2 separate regions of the Mus musculus genome follow, and region 1 is linked to region 2. The links are chromatin contacts, called in public HiCAR-type maps. All regions are on one chromosome and are shown on one strand. The core of a region is the stretch at or near the end of the contact, and the rest is flanking DNA. Distances in the headings are between cores, read along the strand shown.

Region 1 (7,395 bases), core at 1,096-3,595, 81 kb after region 2:
AAAGTGGAGATTAACCACGCAGTCTCAGCCTACTCTACAGCCATCATAATCCCCCAAACCAACCAATCGATCAATCAATCAACCAATCAATCAATGTATGTTGAATCCAGTGCCTACTAGCAAAGCCCAGAAGCAGGACCCAACAGTATGTTTCCTTGCTCGATGACAAGTCTTTGCAGCAGGGAGGACTTTAATTCTGAGAACTTTGGAGAAGGGGGAAACAGACAATCAGGACCAATCAGAGTCTACCAATACAGAAAGCAGAAAGGCTAGCACTCTGTGACAATTGGGCGCCCACGTGTTAGCAGCCATTCTATCGTGGATGCGTCTTTAGCTGGCCCATCAGAGGAAACGTCCAGAATCACACACGTGGGAGTCACTTACCCCTTCCCATGTTCAGTGAGGAACCCTGCTCTGGAAATCTGACATTGGAAATATTCCCCAGGGGGAGATGGCTTAGCAGTTAATGTTCTTGCAGAGGTCCCCAGAACCCACAGCTCTCACAACTTCTACTAACTCCAGCTCCAGGGAATCTGGTGCCCTCTAGTGGCCTCCATGGGTAACTGCAGTCCCATACGCATATACCCCACATAGACACACCTGTACACACTTAATTCAAAATAAGAATAAATATTTTTTTAAATACCTTATGCTGAGGAGGAATGTGAAAATAATGTAATTATATTTTAGTTGAAATTTTAAACTTTAAATATATATATTTGGATGGCTATAAATCTCTAAAACTTTGTGAGCATGCATTTCAGAGATCTCCCTTTTGGGGAGTAGGGAAGCTGCACTGGAAACAGCTATGCAGCTATTCCAAACCCTAATGCACTGGATGGTTTTATGTCAACTTGAAACAAGCTAGAGTCATCTGAAAGGAGGGACTCTCAATGATCAAATGCCTCCATGAGATCCGGCTGTAGGGCATTTGCCACATTGATGGGGGAGGGCCCAGCCCATGGTAGGTGGAGCCATCCCTGGGCTGGTGGTCCTGGGTTGTATAAGAAAGTAGGCTGAGCAAGCCAGGGAAAGCAAGCCAGTGAGCAGCATCCCCCCATGGCCTCTGCATCAGCTCCTGCCTCCATCCAGGTCCTGCCCTGTTTTGAGTCCTGTCCTGACTTTCTTCAGTGATGAACAGCTATGTGGAAGTGTAAGCCGAATAAACCCTTTCCTCCCCAAGTTGCTTTGGTCATGGTGTTTCATCACAAAACTCCAAAATCCCACTTCTGTGCTGAGGCGATTAAAACTGAGGCTAAACAACTCCTGAAGTAACGCACACTTATGTTATCTACTGTGATGGAGATGAAGATTAATACGATGCATATGAGCTACCTCAGACCTAGCCGGCGCTTCTCCCAGTACCCTGGTGCACTAAGCTTGGAGAGGACTCAAGGGTTTTAAGCATTTACCCCTTAGGCAAGGCGCTCCCAGAGAGAAAGGACGAAGCTAAATCTTCCAGGTAGGAGTGACCTGAACCCTCCCTATCCCGGCCTGTCAGTCATCAGAGTCCAAGACAGAAAGGCGACCACAGACGTTGCCACGGCAACACTGGACCCTCCCATCCTTAGTCTCCATCCTCCCCAGCTACTGAACTTCACCCAAGGTCAAACCATTGCCCAAAGAAAGTCCTCTGGAATAACAGAATCAGAGAGGGCGTCACGTCTGTCATGCCCAATGGTCAGACTGGCTGTTGTCCAGATGAACATCACAGGATGGACGTACTGAAGACAAGGGTGCTCAGAGTAGGGATCCAAGCCCCAACCACACAAGGATGTAAAGGAGACCTCAGCATCGACCTCAGCATCAGCAGTCAGGTCAGAAAGGGAAATGCATTGGGGGGGAGGGAGCCAAGCTGCTCACCTCTGCTCAAAATATCCACTCAGCATGCCCTTAGGAAACAGACTTGACATCCATCAGTAACAGCGATGGTGGGAAGCAGAGAGACAATGAGGGGCTCCATCCTCGAAGGGCTAAGTAGAGAAACCGTACACAGAAGGAACAATCTGAGGTCAACAGTGATCTGCTTGGCAGACAGACAGACAGACAGACAGACAGACACACACACACACACACACACATACACACACACACACACACACACACACACACACACACACGGCTATCTCTCAGGCACAGCTTCTTCTTCAGAATTTCCTTTCGGGGAATTTAAGACCTTGTGGGTCAGGGCTACAAGCCCAGTCCAGGTCCAGGAGGAAAAATCAAGGACACAAATCAGGTCACGCTTCTCCTCCCTAAAATAGATCCTCTGCAAACACCACACCAAAGTCACCGCAACACGGCCGCATGGTGGACAGGCGTCTGGAAATTCAACAGCCCAAAACCTAGTGTCACCTTCCCTCCGCCTCCTGGGGACATTGCCAACTCCTGTCCCTTCCTCTCAGGGCCACCTAGGTATTGACGTGTGTGCAAAATGCTGCTCTCACAGAGGGGATTCCACCCTGCTCTAGCCGGGCGGGGGACATCTCCCGTGGATAGCCAGCATTTACGGGCTGACCTCTTTGCTTCGGTCCTTGATTATTGTAGCCATTATAAACCCACGCTGAGTTTGATTACCACCCAGGCTACACAGCAAGACCCTGTGTCCAAAAAGAAAGAAAGAAAAAAGGCAAAAATCAAAGCTTATGTACTAGGAACTACTGCCAACATTGCCTCAAGGGGCAACCACACCTGGCACCATCTCCCAGGGACCCAGAACTACATGCAGCTGCTTTACAGACAAACTGAGGCTGAGAAATTAAGCATCGTGGGTGGCATGGTCATCAGCTCTAACCCCAAAATGTCCCTTTCTTCACTGGAGGCTGCCTTGTCTCCCATCAGGAGAGTGTGGTTTTTCAGACTAACAAAGGAAAGCACTGGGTACTCAGACCTGCCCCGTGGCTATCAAGTTTCTAACACTACAGAGCCACAAACCATGGTGCAACCCAACAAACCAACCACAGGAGCCTCCTGGGGAACAGACACCTGGACAACAAGCCCCTTCTAGTTCATGTCGAGCAGCCAGCTGTTTCCGCCAGCTGTTCGGCCACATTGCTGTCCCCAGAACAGACCTCCAGGCCCTGGGCCTCTGCCTGGAAATACACAGACGGGAGGAGGCCACCTTTTCTGGTCACCTGGAGGTCCGTCCGAGCCTCACATGCGCAGGCTACGGTCAGGCTGGCCCTGCTCCTGAGTAAGTAATACAAGAGCTGAAATGATAAAAACAATCTCTACTGATTACCAAAAACAAGAAGCAGCTTCGCTGCTCTGGCCCCGCCCTGATTTGCACTCAGGGCAGCAACCCTGGCCAGCTCCTCTCCAGAGGGCGGCTGTGCTTTTCCCAGCAGGTAGAGTACCACCCCCCCCCCCCCAGAGCCTCGTGTTCCTCCCGCTCTTTACCCTTTCCCAGCATCCTCTCTGTGTTCTGTGCGCCCAGAGCATCACCACACCTCCATGTTCACTGCCACCTACAGACTTCATTAGCAGACTGTTTACTGCCCTCTTCCCTGTTTGGAAGAGCTTAAGTAGAACCAGGCCTTCACCAAGCCTGGGGGATCCCCACCCCGTCCTGCTGCCCAGTCAACTCCCTCACCAGTAGAAAAGACAGTTCACACAGCTCCTCTCCTACACATCTAAGGCTGGCCCTGGGCCATGGAACGATTGTGCTGAGAGCCAGCCCTGGGAGCCAGCACAAGGCACTGTGCGGGGCTCCAACGTCCTGCACCCTGACTTAGAGGAGACAGAAATGGGTGAATAAAAAGTAACAAGACACACACTAGGCTAAGACCTTCTGAGTGGAAGAAAGAAGCTGAATGCTTGTCAGGACTTCTCCGCGGAATCCGGATCTCAAAAGAAATAAAGGCGGGGAGGGGGACTGGAGAGATGAGATGGCTCAGCGGTTTAAGAGCACTGACTGCTCTTCCAGAGGTCCTGAGTTCAAATCCCAGCAACCACATGGTGGCTCACAACCATCTGTAATGGGATCTGATGCCCTCTTCTGGTGTGTCTGAAGACAGCTACAGTGTACTTACATACATAAAATAAATAATTCTTTAAAAAAAAATAAAAGGGGGGAGAAAATGAAAGGGGAGACACACACACACACACACAGGACAAACTAGGCAAGAGGGAGGAAGGGAGCAGGCTTTCAGAGAAAGTGATCTACTGTCTTATCAACTACTAATTGAATCACTTAAATATACTAAATATCCATGTCCAACAGTCTAGGAGTTAAGAAATAGTGGAGAGACGGCTCAGGCAGTAAAGTGCTTGCCATGCACGCATGGCGCCCCAGCTCAGGTCCCCAGCATGAAGGTCAGTGTGGCAGCTTGTGACTATCACTGTAGCACTGCAGAGGGAGAGACGAGAGGGTCCCTGGAGCAGCCAGCCGAGCCAATCACTGAGCTCCCACATTCAGTGAGAGACCCAGCCCGGAGTGGTGGCGCACGCCTTTAATCCCAGCACTCTGGAGGCAGAGGCAAGCGGATTTTTGAGTTCGAGGCCAGCCTGGTCTACAAAGTGAGCTCCAGGACAGCCAGGGCTATACAGTTATACAGAGAAACCCTGTCTGGAAAAAAACCAAAAAAAAAAAACCCATGAGAGACCCTACCTCAAAAAAGGAGGCTGAGGGCTGGTGAGATGGCTCAGTGGGTAAGAGCACCCGACTGCTCTTCCGAAGGTCCTAAGTTCAAATCCCAGCAACCACATGGTGGCTCACAACCACCCATAATGAGATCTGATGCCCCTGAAGACAGCTACAGTGTACTTACATATAATAAATAAATAAATAAATCTTTTTAAAAAAAAAAGGAGGCTGAGGAAGACAGCTAACTCAACATGCAGCCTCACATGCTAGCAAACATATTTGCATGCACATCTTCATACACACAAGCCAATATGTAGTGTACATACAGACACACACACAACCTGTCATCACAAGGATCTGAGCTTCTATGAAGGAAACGAACCAGCAGCCCAAAGGGAAGAAAACAAAGGGAAGCCCAGCAGCAAGGCAGCTGCATCTAATAGGAAACTAAGTTCCCAGGATTAAGGCTCTGCCTCTCTCTAACAAAACTGGAGAAATGTCCACAGCAGGCACTTCTGAAACCTAATTTATTCCCACTTGGTCAAACCTGCAGCCCATGATGAGTCCTGATTGCTCCAAGAGTTCTGGAAGGGTAACTGTTGAGCATGTAGGCGATTTCCTCATAATTATCCATTGATACGGCATGGGCTCCTCAGCCCAGCCTTCTTGTATCATCTGTATCTGTGGTTTTCTGCTTGTTCTGACCAAACACCTGACAAACACACTTAAGGAAGGGTTTATTTTGGCTGAGTTTGAGGGCTCAGCACACCCTGGCAGGAAAGGCATGGCAGCAGCGCATGACGTGTCTAGTCACACTGCATTCAATCAGGGAACAGGCAGCCTGTTGGTCTCCCAGCAGTCTTTAGGGACAGCTGTTCATCACCACTGGAGAGATGAGGAAAGTGGATCCCTGAGCAGGGTCACTCATGATTCAAGTTCCTTCCTTATCCAAGACCATCAGTAGATCCCCAAGCCTTTACGTAACATTGAGCTCCACACTGGTTGTTTTTCCCTATACATATCAACCAGTGTCTAAGTTAGGCACAGTAAGAGACTAGCAGGAATAGCCCTGCTTCTCTTCAAAGAGCCAAGACAACTGTTAGCCTCAGACCGCGGCCAACTACAGGTAACTGAAAGTGTGCAGTGTGAGACTTGGGTAAACAGATGCTTGCTGCAGAAGACCAAACAGCACAGACTCAGGCAGCCTGGCCACCCACGGGCCTGAGTTCACTCTCTCTGTCGAACATCTGCCCTCTGTCATTGCACAGGCCTGTGCCTGCACGTGACAGCATGTTGTGTTTGCAAACATCAAGCAAACAGAGTAAGCTACGCACGCTGGAGACGAGAAATTCATCTAAGTGTAAGAAGCCAACACAAGAAGTCCTCCAGACAGTTCGGGACTACTGAAGCTCACAAGTCTTACCCAGAACTCTTCAGGCCCAGTACAGGCATTTCCTGGAATCTGCCACTTCGGAGCTAACTGAGCGACAGGGGAGGGGGAAATTGCAAAGCAAGGGCTGGACCACAGGGCTCACTACATGGAAGCTCTAGCAAACTCCGACCCAGAACGATACATGAGACAGAACGATACATGAGACCTCTGCAGGGGAGGCACCCTGGTGGGTCAGAGCAGCATAGCCTAAGGACTTGCAAGTCCAGGAAACGGGATGGCAAAGGGAAAGTGAACTAGTTTCCTATAGCGATTGCGAGTACACAGGTGATCCTAGCGCTGGGGAGGCTGGAGCTGCAGCCTCTGCTACACAGTGAAACAATGTATAAAACACAACAAAACCAAATGAAACATCATTCTCTCACATTCTGGACACTGGAGTCCAAGGTGTCATAAGGATGCGCTCCCTCTAGAGGCCCTAGGCAAAAAAAAAAAAAAAATCCTCTTCCAGCTTCTGGTGGCTTGACTTGTGAACACTACCACTCCATTTTGGACTCCAACTTCACATCAACTTCACATCTTTTCCTGTGTGGGCTGGGGTGGAGAGGACCATGCACACATACGTTCGTTGTGTGTCTGTATGTGTGAAAGAGGGAGAGGAAGGGAGAGAGAGAGAGAGAGAGAGAGAGAGAGAGAGTGTGTGTGTGTGTGTGTCACAAACACTTGGATTTAGAACCCACAATCCTCCGGTAGTTTTCTCTTAACTATACACTTACAAAGACACCAAGTTAAAATAATAACACATTCAGACATTTGGTAGCATGGGGGCTCTTGGTTTTTATTTTGTTTTGTTTTTGGAAGGATACTTAAGGACACATGAGTCCTAGAAAATGATGAAAATCATGAGCCCGAAAAGGAAGGACACACACACACACACACACACGACACAGAGCACAGTGTGGCCCATGCAGGGGAGGCCCTATCGTCTGAAAGCAGAAGTATAAGACAAAACACTTGAGTATGTGTAAACCAAGGATTCGCAGGAAATCAAAGGTACAAGGAAGGGGTTCACAGGGATGAGAGCAAAACTTCCCTGTGTGTACTTCAGTATTTAAATTATTTATGTATATTGGTATTTTGTTTGCATACGTGTCTGCACACCATGTATGTTCTTGGTGCCCTCAGAGGCCAGAAGAGGTGCTGGATCCCTGGAGACTGGAGTTACAGACAGTTGTAAGCCACCATGTGGATACTGGGAATTAAACCTGGGGCCTCTTGAAAAACAGCCAGTGCTTTCAATTGCTGAGTCATCTCTCAAGCCTCTACATTTAATTTCCGCCAACAAAGCAAAATTAAGAGAACTGGCTTCAGAGGTGAGAATTCCAAGTAGGTGAATCTCAGTAACACAGGCATGAGTCAA
Region 2 (6,684 bases), core at 3,647-6,146:
CCCACCCCACCCCCATTGCCCAGGTGAGAGGTTCCAGGGTATCCTTACTGTCCCCAAACTACCTGAGATTTCTCCTCCTGACTCCCTGACCAGCAAAGGTAGAAGCAATGGCCTCTGTCTTACTTAGGGTATCCATTATCCTCTTGATAAGAGGACGGCAACTCTTATCAAGGCAAACATTTGATTGGTTGGCTTATGAAGGTCTCAGAGGTTCAGTCCATTATCATCATGGTGAAGAAGCATGAGAACGTGCAGGCAGACATGGTGCTGGAGAAGGATCAGAGAGTTCTACTCCCTGATCTGCAGGTAGCAGAAGACCGTGTGCCACACTGGGCGTGGCTTGAACATAGGAGACCTCAAAGCCCCCCTCCACAGTGACATGCTTCCTCCAACAAAGCCACACTGTACGGACCAAGCATTCATAGTCTGTGGGGGTCATTCCTATTCAAACCACCACAGCCTTCCACAGACTTTCTCGGTGTCTGCCACCGCCCCAACTGCAGAAATAAATCCTGTTTTAATCCCTCGCCAGGCTCTAACTGATGCCTAGCCGAGAATTAAGGAGCACCTGGTGTAGCCTCTATGGCCTGGAGACGTGTTAAGTAGATGTTTATAAGCCACCAAAGGGTATTTGTGATGCAACCACTTCTTCCTTAGATGGGAGGAAACAGCAAGCAATAATTTAAATGTATGCATTAAATATAATAAAAACCAGACGAAGAAAAACCATACCATTGCAACACGCCTGAACGCCCAACGAGCCAGCGAGAGGGCTGCATTACAGTATATCTGTTTTGTTGCTCCCTTTTTTGCCTAATCTTAAATAATTTTCTCTTGACTTTTATAAATACGCTTTTGAGAAATGTTTAAAGTCTCTAAGAATTAGAAAATCATAAGAATTAAATTCTACATTTTATTGTTAAGTCACTCTTGACTCTTTCAGTCTCCCCTTAGACTTTTCAGATATTAACAAAATATTTTTCTCCTACTCTAATGAGAACCCTGTGTTTTCTGTATATTTAAAACAACTGAGTATACATCACTTAGTACTTATGACATCCTCTGGTTACTTTCCAGGAGCAAAGCCACAGGTCTTAGTACCGACTGCTGTTGGGCTTGCCAGCTCCGCTCATTGTACATCCCTGACATAGGACTGGTGGCAATAAGGGTATAGTGACAGCAGCATCCACTGTGACCCTGAGTGACAAGCCCTTTCATTGCTTAGGATGGTAGCCTGTGGTTCCCTTAACCCAAAACACCCTCCTGCCTCCTCCCCATCATCTCCACCTGCAGAGCACACGCTCACCACCTAAGACCCAACTCTCACTTGGCCTCACTCTCTACTACCCAGAACTTCATCCCTGCAGGGTCCCCAATGACTCTCTGACGTACGGGTTACCAAGATATACTGAGTGCATCTCTCTCTGGTTGGAGGTCTTCTGAAAACTTACTTATTGAGCAAGGAGGAAGGATTCAGGCTGCTGGGTCCCGGCCTCAAGTTTCCCACTCAGGGGGTCTGCAATGGGTTCAGAACGCATATCTCCAGCAAGCTGCCAGACGCTGCAGCAGCCACACTGAGAACATACTATATATGAAACTCTCAAAGGGGAGATCTTCACCCCGCCTCCCAGCATCAGAGCACACCCTGAGCTCAGGGCAGACAGAGACAACTGGGTTGTTTTGAAGCTGTTTGTACTTCACCTTCTGAAACCAGTACACAACTCACAAAGGTGCAGACAGCTTACATCCCTAAAGGCACCACAGTAGAATATGCATGCATGTTCTTCTTATCCTTGGTGTAACCAGGGAACCTCAATAAATACAGAATAAAAATGTCATGACCCCGATACCTCCCCCCTTCTCATAAGGAATCGTTATGAAAGCTCTTTGCACGACATGGAAGCCACAAACATTCTCTGTTGCTCCAGGCTGAGGCAGATACACAAAGAAAAGGAAGGAGGAGATGGAGAAGATGTGGCTAGCATTTTATCCCTCCAGAACCACTTCCCCGAATCCACTTTTACCTGCACAAGCAAGGAGCTTTAGAGTGAGCACTGCCTTCCCAGACACACCCTCCGACTAGCCTGTGAGAAAACCTAAAGGAGGGGTGAGAAGCCATTCTACTTGTCTGGGTGGAAGAGCATCTCAGCATGGATGGCTTGAGGGAGGAAGGTGAGAAGCACTCTCTGGGGACAGAGTCGGGACAGAGGTGATACATCGAGGCACACTCATATTCCTGCGACATACTCCCGCCTGACAGCTGAAACACAGTGCATGATGGGATAAGCAGGGGAGGAATTCGGGGTTAAGCCGAGGGAAGCCTTGAATGCTGGTACCTTGGGATCAGATTTTAATTTGTCTCAGTTCCTCCTGTCACTGAGGAGTGACAGCAAGCTGACGGGACCTGTGCAAAGGGGGAAATGGCTCCTCACCTCACTGATCAAGATGCCAGCTGAGGTTTCTGGAGAAACACTCACCACACGCTATCATCTGTAGGGTACAGCTTCACCCAACATTGCATCAGGACATCTCACTCTTCCCTCCTGACTCTCTTCTGCCTGCATCCTTAAACAGCACAGGGTAGGTAAAAACCAACAGAAGCAGTGGCTGCTGGACAAACTGCCACACGGCCAACAAGTCTTTCACACTTGGCCATGGCCTCGACAAGACAAGAAAGCCTCCATCAGGAAGGACACCGTCACGTGCAGTTATGTGTCTCGTTAGAGGCTTCTACATAAGAACTAGATTCACTTTTGCTCTTTAAAATCAAAACTTCTACAGTGCGCCGTAATCCCACATTAACATCGGAGCGAGCCGTAATCCCACATTAACATCGGAGCGATTAGACGTGCAGACTGAGTGTGAGATGGAAAACAAATGTGTCCGTTTCCCCGCTGCAAACACAACCTCTGAAAATAGACCGCGCCTGTGGATTGCTGTAGCTGCTGCAATCGTGTTTGACAGGTTACAGCCCGTTCTTGCTAGTAGAGGACGTGGCGAGGCACATCAGGCTGGGACAAACCAAGCTGGTCCTTTAGAACAGTTTCTCAGAACAAAAGGGGCAGCAAGCAAGCAAATAATAAATAATAAATAATAAATAAATAAATAAATAAATAAATAAATAGAGAGGGAGCTGATCCCCTGACAACTGAGAAGAGAGACTTCAATTATGCTTTAAGACGAAGGTGATAATTGATTTGTATTCTGAACCGGCAGATGTGGTGACTGATCAAAGAGTACCGGGTACAGTTCTATTCCTCAGATGTGAAATCGCCAGGTAAGTGAAGCTTTGGGTTTCTAACTGTCCACAGCTTTTTAATTCTTCTTACAATTTTTAACATGAACGGTGCTCTATAAAATATTCCATCAAGTGTCCATATTCAGCCAAGATGAATAAGGGTCAGACACACAGTCCTACAGGAGAGATTACCACTGGACATGATCTAGACCAGAATTCCTTTCAGCCACCAAACAACCTGTAGCACAGTGGTCCCCAGCAGACTGGAGACAAAGGAGCAAAATAAGCCTGCAACTGAGCCAGTATCCTCACAGCCAAGCCTTGGGGCTGAGAGGGGAGAAGAGACACCCGGGCAGAATGCTGCTGTGGTCCAGAGTCACATAGTTGGAACTGAAATCAATGGCTCCCTACCCTGTATTTGACAGCGAGAGTCTGAAGAGAGTTCCAAGCATGGCTGCCTATTTGATGCCAAATGGAAACTCTTGGAATTCAATGATCCACTGATGAATCTGATTTCCTTGGTTGGTTTTTTGTTTGTTTGTTTGTTTGGTTGGTTGGTTGGTTGGTTGGTTTGTAGTAGTTATTGTTGTTGTTGTTTCTTTGTTTGGTCTTTTTCATATAGGGTCTCACTATGTAGCTCTGGCTGTCCTAGAACTCACACTATAGACTAGGCTGGCCTTGAACTTGAAGAGTTATGCCTCTCTAAGCACTGGGACTAAAGGCACACACCCACCATGCCTGGTTCCTCGATTCTTAAGTAGTTAGTGCTCACGGAACTACAGCAGTGGTTCACCCAGTGACAGTCTGGGGTATCCTCCCCACAGCACCAGCATCGTGGGGACAGGCTCCAGCTGCAAGGACTCTCCAGAAGGACTGCTGTGACTTCTGAGTGACAGCTTGCCCTTCCTGACTCTATATCCGTGTCCCAGGGAGGAGAGCTTCCCTGACAAGGGGAGCCTGGCCTGGCACACAGTAATCACTCGGTGAAGAACCACTGAAGTAATTACATATATTCCTCACATTATACTGTGGTTACATCCTGCTAAGCCACATACCTTCAAAATATCCCAGGCAGCCAGATGGCTCTTCAGGTAAAGGTATTTGCTGCCCAACATGATGACCTCAGTTCAGTCCCTGAGACCCCCACAGTGGAAGGAGAAAACTGGATCCCACCAATTGTTCTTTGACCAAATCCACTGTAGCAGGTGCTTAAGCACGCATGGGCTCACATGTGCACACACAAAATAAATAAAACGTTTAAAATGCAATAAGTCGAAAACATAATAAGTTAAAAATGCACTTGATTTCCCCCATCTACCAGATAGTGTTGCTTAGCAACACAGCACGCTGCAGAGTACCAGCTGTTTCCTCTCGTGACTGCGGGCCTAATTGGGAACTACAGCTCACTGCTGCTAGTCGGAATCAAGAGAGAAATTCAGATGGTGCATTGCCAGCTCAGGAAAAGAAACAGATTCAAAACTCCAAGTGTCATTCCTACTGGATTTCTATTGTGTGTTCATTATCATCAAGAAATGAATGAATGAATTAATGAATGAATGAACGAATGAACGAACGAACGAACGGAATACTGTAAGTGCAGACCCATCAAAAGTTATGTCCATTTATACTTGGTAAATGGATCAAGTGTCCTGGCTAACAGAGCCAGCCAGCATGAATCTTCTTTTCCGAAGCCACTCCTCATATTTAGGTCAGGCCGGAGCAGACCAAGAAGAGGTGCTTTAGCAACAACGTCCTTCATAGAGAATGACCCCCCCCCCCAGGGTCCCAAGAACATGGAGATGAGGCTCCTCCCTCCAGTGTCAGGCCAGAGCGCAGAGGAATAGCTCCACAATAGCAATGTCTATCTCTGGTTGAGAAACTCTGGTCTAGATTGCTCACTTCCTTTATAAGAGGACAAAATGCTGTCAAGAAAAATGAATTTCGAGCCCATATGCTAACTCACCTGATACCATGTCCCAGAGAAAGCGCTGTGCTGCGGTCTGCCGAGACTTCGAGAAGGGTAACTACTACAACAGTCAGGCTTGAGAGAGCAGAGGGGAAGGCCTGAGTCAGGCCAGCTTTGCAAGGAAGAGAGGTTTCAGGCTGGCTCAGCGGTCACACACTTACCTACCATATGTCGGGCCCTGAGTTTAATCTGGATGCACACCAATAAAAGGAAGAACAGAAATTAGAAAAAGAGTTGTTCATCTCACAGTTCTAGTGGTTTGAAGACCAAGATATGACAGCTCCATTGGTTTGGTCCCTGATAATCACAGCAGAACTCTGACGTGAGGAAGTAACCACAAGTGTATATACATACATACATACATAATTCACAGGTATGCCCCAGTCAACCCATAAGACCACCTATGGCTTACATGTTCCACATCACCTCCCAAGACTGCCAATGTGGGACCAAGTTCTCACTGCATGAACCTCTGTAGAACAGATACCTGCCCAAGTCATGTGCTGTCTCCATTAACTCCTAAGAAACACCTGGACGGGAAAAAGGGCATTGACAAGATGACCAAACACAGATCTGGCCTCAGTGATACCCAACACCATCTTCCCTTGACCCCGGAAGGAGTACCACAAACTTCCAAAGCACTCAGTAATTTACAACACATCCCACTGGTGCTATCCTGAGAGCAGATCCCCAAGAGACACTGCAGTTGGCAAGTCATTGGTATGCATAAGTGCCCTGTCTTATCTTCGCGCAAAAAAAAAAAAAAAAACACCATCAAAGGGAACCGAGAAGGAGAGCTGACTTCACCCACATCCTCACAAAGCTGGCAGCACAGCGTGCTAACCCAGACGACATCATCATCACGACGGACGCAAGAGAGGAGCCCACTTCTCTAAGACATGCAGTCCATGTGTAAGGAGAGAGCAGGGTGTCTCTCTCCCTGAAGTACTTGTCCAAGAAAGCAATGGCTAAAGCAGAACCAAGTGGACCCCGGGTGGGGTAAGATCTCACCACTCAGACTGTCTCCAGGGACTTGACCCCTTGTAACTACCTGCGTTCTCCATGCCTCAGTTTCCCTCACTGGGTAAAAAGGAGACAAAACAGAAGTCACACCTCCTAACATCATTAAGAGGAAGAAATGAGAGGGTAACAGAAACTCACGCCCAGTATTTACGACCCGCCATTACTTAGCATTGGAGCCATGTTCAGTGTAGCATCCACCAGCCTGTGCTGTATTTTTCAGTAGCTTAGCAACAGGCAGTGTTGAGTCAGAAGCGTAAGGAAAGTCTCAGGCAAAGGCTCTGTATTCACAATCCAGTATCGTTTCCCCTTTACCTGCAATCTGCTCAAACCCTATCTAAGTCCCAACTGTTCTAAGCCCCCATGGAAACAAGGAAGCCTGATGAGCCACTCGCCGGCCCCTCCCTCACCACCCCACGTCACATACCGCTGCTCTCTGCCTCTCCGCTCCATGTGTGAC

What was found. HiCAR-type assays count read pairs that join an accessible place to other places.
Region 1: a HiCAR-type map of PVALB interneurons shows a contact between it and region 2, with 2.8 times the contacts expected there. The contact joins two enhancer-like sites. A contact is called at or near these places in 15 of 484 Hi-C or Micro-C datasets (8-cell embryo, ECoMG-derived neutrophils, the HPC-7 cell line and 7 more) and 7 of 115 datasets of contacts at active chromatin or transcription factors (the HPC-7 cell line, PVALB interneurons, bone marrow-derived macrophages and 3 more).

What each region holds. Positions count from the first base shown.
Region 1 is chr16:90,119,651-90,127,045 of GRCm38.p6, forward strand. It overlaps a transcript of Tiam1 not described here. Among named protein-coding and RNA genes, the nearest start is that of Gm10789, 19 kb to the right of the region's middle. Within about 2 kb of position 2,346, at least 28 of the 459 cell types and tissues checked have an H3K27ac peak or open chromatin away from gene starts, as enhancers often do. A contact at or near this core is called in PVALB interneurons, where this site is marked.
Region 2 is chr16:90,036,570-90,043,253 of GRCm38.p6, forward strand. It overlaps a transcript of Tiam1 not described here. Among named protein-coding and RNA genes, the nearest start is that of Tiam1, 79 kb to the left of the region's middle. Within about 2 kb of position 4,897, at least 44 of the 459 cell types and tissues checked have an H3K27ac peak or open chromatin away from gene starts, as enhancers often do. A contact at or near this core is called in PVALB interneurons, where this site is marked.